2 separate regions of the Gossypium hirsutum genome follow, and region 2 is linked to region 1. A link is a contact called in public Hi-C data. All regions are on one chromosome and are shown on one strand. The core of a region is the stretch at or near the end of the contact, and the rest is flanking DNA. Distances in the headings are between cores, read along the strand shown.

Region 1 (7,426 bases), core at 3,404-5,903:
TGTGTGAAATGAGCTACATGATGTTAAACTTTTATCCCAATTGACATGCAATAATCATTGAAAACTTGGGATGTAAACTCACCAACATTAGCAAGATGAATTGTTTTAGTTGCATAATCTGAATTTAATCATTTAAACAAGCAATCTCGCAAACGACAGGTTGCGAGTTGATAATGCATGTGATTATTTTGAAGATGCATCTACCAAAATCATATAATATCAAAACCATCCACATGGTGGATGAACGGGCCCATATTCATTTCAGAAATGCAAGATATTAATTCTCAACTTTAGCTACTGAGTTTCTAAGAACCAATTTTTATTGAGAACAAGTAACAAATAAGAATTCTTTAAATTAAAGAATGTTTTGGTTCTTTAATGGAAGTCTATATGAATTCTCAATTAATTTTCGCATCATATACGATCCAGGATGGTCTAGCTGGTCACGCCAAGTAGTAAACACATTTGTATTAGTAAACTTCTAGTTTACTTTAACATATGTTTCAATTGTATTAAATTGTAACAAATTGATAATTTTATTATCATTCTTTTTAATTTGTATCCACATATAAGTACTATTATGACATTTACTACTAGAAATGTTTAAATCAATGTGAATTCTATAATGCCACCAAGCCAATAAATATAATTTCCAAATAATTATATGTAGTATTCATTTCAGGGAATAGCAAATTTTGTGCTTTTTAGATATTAATATATTAGCTCTTCTAAAGCTTTCAACTAATTTTGTACTATCAAATATTGGAATAATATTTGTTTGTTTCAGTACCAAATAAGATAAATATTTTCTATTTATAATGATAAAATTCATTACTACATTCTTATATCATTCCTCAAATAATATTAACAAAAACAAAATATTTACGCCATATATGTAGCCAATAATATTTCATATCACATTGGTAACATGAGTTATCTTTACCCTTTCAAGAGTTATCTTGAGAACTCTTATTGTTCTTTTACTTATTACTATGTTCCCACTTTTAATGGTTCATGAGTATATCTTTTATTTTCTTTATATTTACATTCACTTCAGGGAATGCAACAATCTAGTAGGACGGACTTATAAACATCCCCATAGATTCTTTATTTCCTAATCACCATCGCAAACATGCGTGAGATTTCAAATCAAAACTATCTATTCATGTTATAATCATTAGTCTCCAATTACAATAAACATGATATAATAAATAAAACATAGTAAAATATACCTGAAGATTTTTAACATCATCGTCATCACCTTGACTATTATCATGAGCACTATTACAAGTAGTGAAACAACTTTTTTTAGTAATAACATTTATAATCTAATAGTAAAAATCATTTAATAAATAATCAAAATTTTCATGTACGATGCTTGAAAATTATCCGATACACATTGTACCAAATTTCAATACTACATATATGTTATAAAATCTTATCTTGCTCTAATAAAATATTTTTAAGTTCAATTTAAAAGATATCATACAATCATTCAATATTAGCAAGTTAATAAGACTCAATAGATCATATCAAATTTCCCTTTAATCAACAATGATAGGTTAATAACACTTTTCACCATAATTAAAATTTCAAGAATATTTAATAACAAGAATTTAATAATCAAAACATCTAATATTATGCATAATATAACTTAATTAAAAAAAAACTACAAAGAGAATGATTCACCAAAAAAAATAATAGAGAAAATATACCACATTAATAGCAAACATATCTAATCAACAAATATGTCTTTTACATAATAAAAAATTTAACCTAGAAAGGCAAAAATCAAATACCATCATAATGTGAAATTTATAAAAATTAATAGTTCATAGCTTAATTGAAAAAGAAAATATGATCGAAATATAAAAGTTTCTTACCAAATTTATACTTTACCTATGCTTGTACAATAAATCAAAAATTGAGAATAAGAACCATAATCCATTCTGAAATTGAATCTTTCAATATCCTGAAGATGAAGTTGTAAGGGTGAAAGTTTAAGATGAAAAAAAATTTGATCTGTGGGACAACTTTGAAAGATTTTGAAAAAAATAGAAAATAATCGTGCTGATAACGTGTTATAAAATAGGGATGGAGAGAATAAAGAACAAAGAAAATATGAAAGCAATAGAGAATGTACTTTATTAATCAAAGGAATGATTACAATGCTTCATTAAAGTTTCTATTTATACGCATAAGAAGTATAAAAGAAGTAGAGATCTAATTCTAATAACTACTAGAATTTAAAGTACATCCAAACTTTATCTTTATCATGATGGACATCCACTTAATAAGATATTCATAACAGTTGTGTATTTAATTAAAAATTTACAGTGACAAATTGTATTATTGTAATTAATAATAAAAATAAATAAATTATATAATATCATTTTAAATTTATTTCTATTAAAATAATATTTGCCAACAGCTTATTTTGTTGTTACATATTTTATTAAAGATATGTAATGACAAACTATATTATTGTGATTAATAACTTCAAAATTAATAACATGATAATATTTTAAAGTTATTGTTAATATTTTAATATTTACCAACATCTTCTTCTTCTTTTTTTTCATATTTAATTAAGAATTCAAAACAACAACTTATATTGTTTCAATTAATAGTAACAACATTTTAAATTTGTTGTTAATAAAATAACATTTATTAATAACTTATTTTGTAATTACATATTTTATTAAAAATTTACAACCACAAATCATATTGTTAATTACTATTATAAAAAAATAACTTAACGACATTTTAAGATTATTGTTAATATTTTAATATTTAATAATTTATTTTGTTGTTATGTATTTTATAAAGAATTCACAATGATGAACCATTTTGTTGCAATTAATAAGTAAAAATTCATCACTAAATGTCATTACTAAATTTAGTTGTTAAACATCAATTTTCTTTTAGTGGATCCGAATTTAAAATAGTGTAAATATTGTACAACTTGAACCTTAAAATTTCTTAATTCAAAGTATGCAGGCAGGGGCGAAACTAGAACATTTTTTTAAAGAGTTAAATGAAATTTTAATTTTTTATAGTCTATATATTTATAATTTTAAAAGTATTAAATTAAATTTGTATAATTTTAAGAGAAAGTCAAAGTGTAATTTTATTTTTATTAATTTAAAATTTTAAAAAATTTAAAAAGTCTAAATGACAAATTTTCTATTTAGGGGCAGGGCCATGCCAGCCCCTACAACCACCTCTGTATGCACGCTAATTATATATTTACGTACTGACCAAGAAAAATAAAAGCTCTCGTACAGATTTCTACCAACGGACGCCATGGAAGCTGGAATTACATATTGGATTCAAGGAAACATTGAATCAGCTCTTACAACTTTTATTCATTTAATATTTGCTGAATTATATTCCCAATCATTCATAAGTGGTTGTTGAGAAAATTAATTTCAATTTCATAATTAGAACCAATGAGTTGTTATCTGTTTGATGATATTAGTTTGTATTTGTTGTTCTTTGTCATGTCTTTCTATTTTCTATTCGGAAACTTGTGCTCTACATAGTGGCCTAGTCTGTTATCCAATCAAAAAAGGGTCTAAAAACGACCTCGCATTGACTGCAAAATGGATATCCAAGTGATGCCCAGTGCTGGGTACTATGCAGCACGTCAAGGATTACGCCAGTTTCAATTTGGTAGCTAGTATATAGGAAACATGAACCATTGCTAGCCGCCAGCCTTGCTTGTTTCCTCACCACTCACTTGTGGCGCTAGTCACTGAGCACGCTAGTCTTGACTGAAATTTAGTAATATCCCAATCCAAAGCAATAAAAATTCAATCGGATAGTGGAGAGAAAAGGACAAGCTCATCTTCTTGCTTGTTTGACATGGATGTCCAGTTTTCTTACAATGCCATCTGGGTCTATCGGATTTGTTCATTTGACATGGATGTTCAGTTTTCTTACAATGCCATCTGGGTCTGTCGGATTTGTTCATGTCCAGTTTTTACCCACTTGTAAACTACCCACACAAACACGTTATGAATATATCAAGTCCCTTTTTATTTAGTGGGTTGCCGAGCAGCTATCAAGGGGCGGGATGGGCCAATCTGTTTGCTACGAAAAGTTATATAAGGATGTTGCGAATGCAATTAGAAGACGTGGCCAAGCCTGAAACATAGAATGGGTTTATCTAGTCTTAGAGTCAGAAATTTTTTTTTGCCGAAATTAAATTATATATTTTTACAATAGTAAAAATATAATTTTATCATTTTAATAGATTATATATTTATAATTTTTAAAAAATTAAATTAAATTATTATTATTTTTGGATGACAATTTTACCATATTAATTTAAAATTTTATAAATTATAAAAAATTTAAATTAAAAATTTTTTATTTTAGGAGGACCGACTATGTGTCTGGCCCTTGGGTCTGCCACTAGGTTTATTTGTTCAAAGTCATTGAATCTAGTTACACTGAGCTTGGAGACTAGGCACATGCATCCAGCGTATCCCAGCTTGTCGCCTTGATACAGCATTATTATTAGTCACCAAAATGGAAAGCTGGTGAAGAAATTTCAAGTTCACGCCAACCTTTTCGAGCCATTGAATGAACCTAATAGCAATATTGGCAAGATAGAAAGAGATGTGAGGGTGCATGTTTGTGGTCATCCGCAAGTGGACCATCAAAAGGGCCCCCCGACGGACCATTCATCGATAACGTAGGGCTTGTTTAAACCGATAGAAGCTAATCGCATATTTGCAATTTTTATAAAATTTAAATTCCTTTATTATTAGCATTAAATTTCAGTTTTACTCTTTAAATTTTAATTAATTAGATTACCTGTTAGATATCGAGATCTGTTAAATATCCACATCTAGTAAGTATAAAAATATTTTTTATATACACTTCAAAAATAAAATAGATCATAAATTCAGATATCCAAATTTATAACTATTATTCGTAAATTTTTTTTCTAAATTTTCATTATTCTAATCCGTGAATTTCGATAGTATATAATTCCAAAAATTAATAGCTACAAATATTATTCATTGCAAATATTCATAAATATTGTTATATATCTACAATCAAATATTCATAAATATTCAAATTCAAATGATTTATTCCAATAAAATAATAAAGGTGATTTAAGTGCAGTACGGACCAAGTTATAAATGTCATGAGATAGCTTTTTCTTTGACATGATAATATGTTTACATTTTCACTTAACTTTTTTTTAGTTAAATTTTAGAAAGAGTTAAATTATCTTATATGTCACATCAATAAATAATTTAAAATTTATAAAAATAAAAAATTAAAATTTTTTAAAAATATAAAAGTTTAAAAAAATTAATATGTAGTACAAGTGAATTGTCGGGCGTTTAAAAATTTAACATTTTAATTAGTAATCTAGTTAAAAAAATCATTTTAACTCTTTTTTCAAAAGGTTATACTCAAATATAGCTCTTTTTTAAAAATAGAAAACTAAATTGACAAAAAATAAAAATATTAATAATTAAATTTGATATTATAATTTTTTAATGCGCAGATAGTTTCTCTGCTAAAAGTTATTTCACTTTAGATTTTTTCCAGTTATGCTTTTTTGACATAGGACGTCCTTGTCCCTTCTCTTTATAATGCCAATTTCCCGTTATTTTCCCCCGCAAAGGTCTAAAACGGCAGCAGAAAGTTCTATTTAATGGCTAATCTTGACGCATGTAACAGTTGACCATAAGAATACATGAACAGCCGAAAACTGTCACTACCATTGTTAAACTTCCTAATGGACACGGTTCCATTTTAAGCAAATGAAAATGGCACATGATTTTTAACGTTTTCTATTACCTCCGATAAATTTGTTCTTTTCTTTTCTTAATCCAACAAACAAAAAGTTGTTATTTAATTAATTGATGTTATCACCAATTAGGTAACTAGCAGATATTGTTGATATTCTACCTGTTAGAGAGAGAATGAGCAGCATTGCATATACATATTCAATATGCATGCACCATTGCCAAACATCATTAGCATTTCCAATATTTAATTTGTCATTACCAAAACGATGAATAAAATGAACAAAGACAAGGGTTAGTGGAAAGTAAGCACCATATGTCAAAAGCTCCAACCAAACACATATATCATTTTGTAATGGAAACCAACTCCTTTTTTTTTTCATTGGAATGGTATCTTGATCTTTCAGAAGTTCAAGGGAAATTTTGCATAAAGCTAATTAAATTTTTGGATGCTTAAAAATTGATAAAACTTTATCTTTTATTAAAATCTATCTTTTGCATGCTCAACATATATATGACTATCGAAAAGTAATAAAACAACAAGACTTATGTAATAAATTCATAGTTATTCTGCTATTAAATTCTCCTCAATAAAACACTTCTCCAAAGAATCTACATTCACTAGTGAGATTATGCTAAACTTTTTCTTTTTTCTTTAAATACATTAAAAATCATTACAAATAGCTCTGTGAATCACATTCGACTACCACCACCGAATTCTGTATAACACTTCTAAATTCTTAATGTGTAAATTACTATTTAACTTTCGAAAGGAACCTTGGGTGGGATGATCCCCTAAGAACCAAGGAACTTATGGGGTATATATCCTGGTCAAAAACATTTTGTGGTATTGCCTTTTTTGTGTGTGGCTTTCATAATTTTTCAAATGTTTCTAGAATCTCATAATTAAGCTACCCAGCATATTGGATGATCTATAAACTCTCAAAGAACCTATTCAATTTTCCTTTTTTCTTTTTGGAGCACTGAAGTTTTTATGAGAATATAGAATCTTATCCAAAGAAAATGGGGAAACAATAGCAAAAATCATCAGATCTTTAAAAAAAAAATGCAATTATTGGATGAAGATTCTTAACTTTTGACTTAAATCACAAATTGAAATTTAATTAGGATAAATTGCAATTATACTCATTCAATTATTTATAAGTTTCTTTTTATCATTTAACTATGAAAAATTACGAAATGATCATCTAATTATTTGATTTTTTTTCTTTTTTGATTACCAACTATTCAAATTTTTCTTGTTTGGTCAGCACCAATTAAATTATTAACGAAAGAATAATTTGGCAGCTTTTAAAATTGGCATAATAACAACTTTAACCCTCAATATTTATACGTTGTGTCAATTTCGTCTTGATTCAAAATAAAGTAACCCACAACATTTACACATTATATATTTTGGTCTTTCTTCTTTCTTTTTTTTTCAATTTTACTTTTATTTTTTACATTGATAGTTAATTTTAAAAGAATGAGAAAAGATAAAAATTATTATATTCGATTATTGGGTTTTTCCTGTTTTGGTATATTTTTGGTCAAATTTAATTGATAGATTTTTTTTTACTTTTTAGGTAAAAGGATCATAAAGAAAAACAAAATTGAAAAAAAGAGGAAGACGAAATTACATTATGTGTAAA
Region 2 (7,426 bases), core at 2,160-4,659, 200 kb after region 1:
GCTTTCCTCTATTTCTCACTTTTAACAATATCTTCAAAATGCATAGGATCATCCATTGCAAAAATGACTAAATAAGCTTCATTATATTCTTTAAGGAGCCCTTCTCTAGTCACATAATCCCTCATCCAACTTGGTGGTCGCCTATTTCGTCTTCCACCTAAATTGTTATCCGCAATCAAAGAAGCTGATGAAGAATTCTCTTATTCTACATTATTAGCATCAAATTCAGATCCACTTCCCTCTTCTTGTGGCTCAGTTTCAGTCGTTCTGCTGACATCTTCATTGCATTCTAATTCACACTCAATTGCTTTCTCGTACTCCTAATCCCAATCCTAAACTCTACTTTCTTCAAATACAACATCTCTGCTTATTATAATTTTCTATGAATTCGGATCATAAAGCCTATAAGCTTTTGACTCATCACTAACACCTAACAATACACATCACAATCTCTTATCATCTAACTTAGTTCTCTTCTTATCAGACACATGAGCATGAGAAATGCAACCAAAAACACGAAAATACTCAACTAAAGGTTTGATTCCACTCCAAGCTTCTTCTAGGGTTTTATCTTTAATTGTAAGAGTTTGGCTTCGATTTAGTACATAGATAGTTCAATTTATTGCTTCAAGTCAGAAGGTTTTGGGAATTTTCTTTCGTGAAAGCATGCTGCGAACCATATTCATAATTGTCCTAATCTTACACTTCATGACTTCGTTTTGTTGCGGTGTATATGCAGCTATCAATTGTCTCTGAATACCATGATTATCACAGAATTTTTTGAATTCTTTTGACGTAACTCTCCACCTCAATCAGTGTGTAAACATTTGATATCCGAATATGTTTCTTTCTCAACACGAATTTTAAAAAATTTAAAGACAGCATAGGCTTTCGCCTTTTTTGTGAGAAAATAAACCTAAACTTCTCTACTAAAATCATCGATGAAAGTGATTAGATACCTATTTCCACTATTAGAATTGGGCTTGATTGGTCCACAAATGTCAGCATGAATTAACTGAAGGATTTGTGTTGCTCTCCAAGTGCTTTTCTTCAGAAATAAGGCTTTTTGTTTCTTTTTTGAAGTGTCTTTAGTCCTTTATTGCACAAGTGTCCATATCTATGATGCCAGAGCTGAACCTTTTCTTCTATAGTTGTGTTGAAACAGGTGGATATTGTGGACTAAGAGACTACATGTAATCTAAACATCTGGTTCCCAGACATCTTCGTATCCATGATTAAACCTTTTTCTAAATGACACACTTTACATCTGTCATGTTGAAACAGAATGGCCAGCCTTTTTTCCTATAACTTTCTGATGCTCAATAAATTATTTTTTAGTTTTGGCACATAGAACACCCCTATGGTTACTTGCACCATTCCATCCACTTGCAACCTTACATTACCCCTTCCGATTTACAGCCATGCTTGAGTTGTTTCCAAGCTTCACCATAACTTTAAAATTTTCATCAAAAGCTAATAATTCTTTCTTTCCACACATATGATTGCTACATCCTGAATTAAAAAACCAAGTATCTTCTTTTTTAGTGGTTTATGTATTCACAAAAGCCATCAATAACATCTCCTCTTGAATCTCTTCATAATTCACTTCTTTACTAGAGCATTCTCATTGAAAATGTCCCAGCTTGTGACATCTGAAACATTCTACCGTGGCTTTATTGAAACTCTACGTGCCTCATCCTCTTCCTTTAGCCACCATGATCTTTAGCCCAACCACCAGAACGATCTCCATAAGTGATCTTCAAAGCATTTTCTTTTTCATCATGAGATCCCATACGTTGTTCATGCATAAGCAAGCTTCTTTGTAATTAATCAATGGTTAGTATACTCGTATTCGGGACTCCTCAATACTACAAACAACGTAATTAAACTTGCTAGTCATCGATCTCAAAATCTTTTGGACAACAGTACCATCCTCCATAACCTCACTGTTAGCCATCATTTTATTGACTATGATGAGAGTTCAAGCAAAAAACTCATTAACAAATTCCCCTACTTTCATACGAAGAATTTCAAATCTCTGTGAAGAGCTTGCAGGTGTGCAGGTTCGACTCGTGTTGTGCCTTGATATTTTTTCTTCATGGAATCCCATATGCTCTTTGTTGTATCATTGTTAAGAATCGTCTCCAGAATTGTACGATCCAAAGCCTAAAACAAATAGTTCTTGGCTTTCAAATCTTTTAGTTTTTTTTTTTTTATCTTCAATGCTCATTTTCTGTGCATCAATTGCACCATCTGCTACAACAAGAATACCATTCTCCACCAATCCCCAATATTCATTGGAACGTAAAAAATTCTCTATAAGCATCGCCCAATGATCATAATGCCTATCAAACTTCAGAACTGCTGGTTGCACAAATGATCACTCTGTTGCCATAGTTTAAGAAGACTGCTGTTTCTAAATGAACTAGGCTCTTTAATGGACCTAATATCAAATGTTAAGAACAAGAAAGAATAATTAAAGAACAAAAGAAATGGAGGAGAATGATCTTTTACATTGAGTAAAACTGAAAATACTGGGCTATTATATAGCCTTACATAGCAACTAAAAAATAGAAAATAAATAAGTCACTACTAACAACCAAATAAAATTAAACAACTAAAATATTCCATGAAAATAGGGATTTATTAAATAAATTTTAACCAACCAACTCTATCAATGACTAATTTCTAATTAATGATTGGCTGGTTAGACTTCAGGTTAATATGCAAAAATTATATATTAGGATTATGGTCCTCAAAGTACATATACATAACTTTTTTAACGTCCCATCTTTATAAAAGAGAGATTTACTTTATCTAAAATACTTCTGTATTAATTTGGAAGATCAAAGCCGCAATACTTTAAGATTTCAAGATATTGATGGATTCATATATTTTTTCTCATCTAATTTTTATTCTTAATGATCTGACATGATAGATCTCTATTTATCAAGTTTTATATCAAAATTTTACAATTCTAATACTAAAGATCACCTATTGTAATTATATAGCATGGAAAGGGTGAGCAAAAATAGTAAAAAGTTCTTATAGGTTTGAATATATATATAAACCAATTGTAAATGAAGGGTAAATTTATGTAAATCATATTTATCTTTTTTAGTTAATATAAATGAAGGGGAATTTTATAATTTTTCTACTAAATTCGCTTTTAAAAAACCAAAAGCTACAATTTTTAATTTTTTTGGGTTGAGTTTTCAAGCCAATTTGAAAAATTAGTTTTATTTGAAAAGCTACTTTTTGACTCGAAAAACTAAAGGCTCAAAATGAGCCCAGAAAGAGCTTGGCTCAAATCAAGCCCAAAAAATAAAAACTCGCTTCTAACTCACCCAACCGTCGCCGTGATCTAGCGAGGGTGCGACCAGGACATTCGGGGATAAAGGCTTGAAAAAACAACGGCATCTTAGAGCCAGCTAAAACCACGGATAGAAGAGGAGCCATAGCCATCAGGAGCGGCATCAGCCATTCTGTGAGTCTAAAACACATCAACAACCAATCAAACGGAAACCAAAGCGACGACGCCTTTCTATATGCGCAGCAAGGGCCTTGACGAAGCATGAGAAAACAAAAGTCCCGAGGAATTACCAGACTGGAAAGAAGAAAAGCATGGAGAGGACCCACAAGGCGATCGGGAACCAAACAGCCCACCATTCGAGATGTAGGAGATCTCGGGCTTTTTTTATTTAAAAAAAAACAAAGTAAAAGTATCAGGCAGCTCGCGTCGACCAGCAGAGAAGGGTTTCCCTTCTTTCATCACAGAGAAGGGAGAAGATGATGAGTGGGTTGAAGTTTTTAAGTATTCTTGCAGGGAAACCATATATGCATTGAAATTTTAGTTCGTTAAAGTTTAGCTAAAAGTTTCATACAATGAAACAACCATTCTATTTTATTCCAATATTTTCAAATAGATCATTTCAAGTCCATAGTGTGCAACAAATTAACATATTGCAAAGGCAAAAAAAAAAAAAAGGATACACCATAGAAGACCCTCTTTGAAGCCCTGATCAAGTTCACAATCCCTATCAACATGCTAATTCCTTAAAATTCTACTGACCAAATCTATATAATATATCTAAATCACCTAAAGTTGATTGCTGGGGATGGGAAAAGGCGTTCTGTAAGCCACTGCAGAGGTCCCAGTGCCTCAGCTCTCTTCTTCCTCCAAAACCAAATGGCAGCTTCGTACTGTTCATTGCGTATCGTTTTAGTGGCTGCTTTCCAATCATAATTCTCCATTTCTTCACGTGCAGCTTTGCCTATGGTTTCCCTCAGTTCCTTATTTTCTAACAGGGGCACCAGTTTCCTCATGCAGTCCTCAGTATCTCCAGGAGTAAAGAGAAAGCCGGTTTTGCCCTCCTGCTCTGCAGGAATTATATCCGGGATTCCCCCAGCACGAGCACCTACCACCGGGATTCCTGATGACATGGCCTCCAAAACAACAAGTCCGAGCGTCTCCGACTCCGAAGGCATCACAAACACATCCCCACTTGCATATGCCTCAGACAGCTCTTCACCTTGTAACATACCTGTAAAAACTGCAGGCATGCCTGTAAACAATTTTTCTAGCTCTTCCCTGCAAACAACACATCTTATTTTGGGAGTGAGTACGATATTCAATCTGAGCCATCTAATAGAAGATATAGATATTCCTCCAGAGTAGAGTTAAATTCATGAACATTAAACGGATTACCTGTACGGTCCATCCCCAATAAAAGCAATTCTTGCTTCTGGAAGCCTGTCCATAACACTGTACAATCATATATTCCCAATGTTAAAATTCTGCAAAATTCATGCATTGGAAGAGTAATGGTTGCAATGAAAATCTAACAGAACTCTCTGTTTCTTCTTTTCAGCTATGACATGGTATTATGTACCACAAATGATTATAAAGGAAGCTATTAGCAACAATTTTTCATGCAATTCATAAATGGTACCTTTTGAGGAAATCTAAGCTCTTCTCAACTCCAACACGTCCAACATGAATTATTAGTGGTTTTTCTGGTTCACCATTGCTGTATAAAGCAAATATATATAGCATTACAAAACTGTAATTGAGGAGAGGAAGAAAATAAAGATTAAACACAGCACCTCAATCTTAATCGCATTTCATGAGAGCGATATCGAGGGTGGAAACTTTCAGAATCCACACCCTTGTTCCAAAGGCGAATCTTATTAGCTGGAAGTATTGACATATAAAAAGCTGGTTAGCCTAAGATTCAGCTACATAGATTAATGCAAAGCCAAGTTAAATTGGATAAAGCTATTTTGAATTTTGATAATATACTATGTTTACCTGAAGTTACCTTAGCTTCTTGGAGATCCCTCGCAATTGCAGCTGATGGAACAAGTGTGAGATCAGCTGCTCTGTGAAGAAATTCTGATAGGGACAAAGGAACTGTCATTGCTCAGACTTAGGCATGGAAATTGACTAAAAAGGAGGGAAAAGAAGGCATCTTACGCACTTATTATTAACCACATAGGTTTAACCAACCAACTAAATGTGTATCTTGGGATATACCTGTAGAATGAAACAAAAAGTTAGATTTGGGCGTCAGGTCCATGTAACAGCTCGAGTAGTTTTAAACCTGCAATGGTAAACCTTCCAAAAAGTAGCAAATGAGTTGAGTGGCATCAAGGATTTAACAGGTGAACCAAAGAAGAATCAAACTCACACTGGAACATGGGTGTGATATGACATCACTATGGGTACAGAGAGTAGTTTTGCAATAGCGAGAGCGCCAAAAACCTGGAATGCAGTTTGTATAAATCAGGAATGTATTTCCTCATTAACATTTCGCTCTCAAAAAGAAATCATAATAATCTATCAACAAGAACTCGCACAGCAACAATTACACGTGTACCATGATCCCAGGTGAAGAGGCATGTATTATATCAGGCTTAAACTGGGAAACTTGTGAAATTATTCTTGGACTTAGAGCCAAAGAAAGGGGCACATTCTGATACCAAGGACAGGGGAAGCTGCAATTCGTAGAAAGAAAATTATATAATATTATATACAGAAACAGTGGGGGAAAGAATATCCAAGGAATAAGCTAATGAAATAGTTAAAACATACAGTTAAGTAGCCAAGTATAGACTATAACTTGAACTTGATTGATTACACTAACCTTCTTGATCCAACCAACTTGGCCCCGTAGAACTCTTGTGGAACCCCTTCATGTGTTGTTACAACCATTACCTATAAGGACCAATACCATTGCTTTTAGTTCACCATTCAAGAACATTTCTACAAACTACAGTAAACTGTTGGTCATAACTGCTAGCCACTGTTAACTGAGGATGAACTTAAGCTAAATCAAGCACCTGCCATTAGAAATTACTTGAAACAAATCAAAAGATAACGAGATAAACACAATCATTGTACAATAAGTGCCAGTATGGGAGTGTGGGGACTTGGATTAAAACTTCCATGGCATATCATCTAAAGGTACAGCTATAAACTAATTTAGCTAACAAATTATCAAGCAGAACTCCACAGATATAACGAGCATACCTCATCTCCCATTTCCCTTAAATATCTTATGAAATTCTGGAACCTGTTCTTATACCCTGACACATATCTGCAAACATGGAATGAAATGCAATCAGTGAGTGCCAAGTTTTGACATATTAAGAGTAGGTAACAGGTACACCAAGATTGTTTAGCTAATAGCAAAGGTACATAATTACAACCATGAAATGTACCACTCAATCACTAACAATATCATTTGCATCCGAAGAATGATAAACAAAGTTATACAAAGGGAAGGGAGAGAGAATCACGAGAAAGGAGAAGGCTCAACAAAAAGAGCAATACGACGATGCCTGGAGTCGTTCTCAGGATCAATCAAGGGAGGATTTTCCTCTTCCCTCACCTCCGTAATAGTCATTTCAGAAGCTCTAATGGGTATTGATGAAAAAGAAGAAAAAGGCAACACTTTAATAGAACTGGGAGGGTATAACTATAAAGTAAAAGAAAAATAGCATAAATGGTTGGCAAAGAAAGGAGGAGCGAGAGAGACGGCTTTATAGGTAGAGAATAACAGGTAGGCATGATGTAGTAGTTGTATATAAATTATAGCGGAAAACGGTCGAGCTGGAAAAGGTTATTGATTAACATGGAACAGGGGATTTGGTAAAAGGAATCTGAAGTACCTATGGAACACCCAGAGAACGGATATTCTCTTGAACTTGAAATTGGAAGGAATATCAAAGGATGCTCACTGAGTATATGCTTAATCTTAAAAGGTATTTGGATATATATTATGCAAAAATTTCATATACCAAAGTCAAAACAATACTAATATATTCCTACATGTATCAAAAAAAAAGTATTGGATTATCTCATTATTCAATATTTGAAAAAATTACAATACATTGTTTTCTCTTCTTTTCTTTTATGTATTAT

The links. A called contact is a pair of places that touch in the nucleus more often than the background predicts.
Region 2: a contact with region 1 is called in a Hi-C map of leaf, with 2.4 times the contacts expected there. The contact joins two enhancer-like sites. A contact is called at or near these places in 2 of 34 Hi-C or Micro-C datasets (callus and leaf).

Annotation. Positions count from the first base shown.
Region 1 is chrA04:76,128,923-76,136,348 of Gossypium_hirsutum_v2.1, forward strand. No RefSeq gene overlaps it. Among protein-coding and RNA genes, the nearest start is that of LOC107930146, 29 kb to the left of the region's middle. Within about 2 kb of position 4,654, at least 8 of the 9 cell types and tissues checked have an H3K27ac peak or open chromatin away from gene starts, as enhancers often do. A contact at or near this core is called in leaf, where this site is marked.
Region 2 is chrA04:76,328,467-76,335,892 of Gossypium_hirsutum_v2.1, forward strand. LOC107930130 (sulfoquinovosyl transferase SQD2) reads right to left here and starts at 7,065. Exons shown (of 11, transcript XM_016861703.2): 1 at 6,802-7,065; 2 at 6,533-6,599; 3 at 6,147-6,217; 4 at 5,880-5,997; 5 at 5,691-5,764; 6 at 5,481-5,536; 7 at 5,312-5,395; 8 at 5,107-5,194; 9 at 4,953-5,030; 10 at 4,709-4,765; 11 at 3,887-4,591. The coding sequence starts at 6,908. The coding sequence ends at 4,096. Within about 2 kb of position 3,410, at least 8 of the 9 cell types and tissues checked have an H3K27ac peak or open chromatin away from gene starts, as enhancers often do. A contact at or near this core is called in leaf, where this site is marked.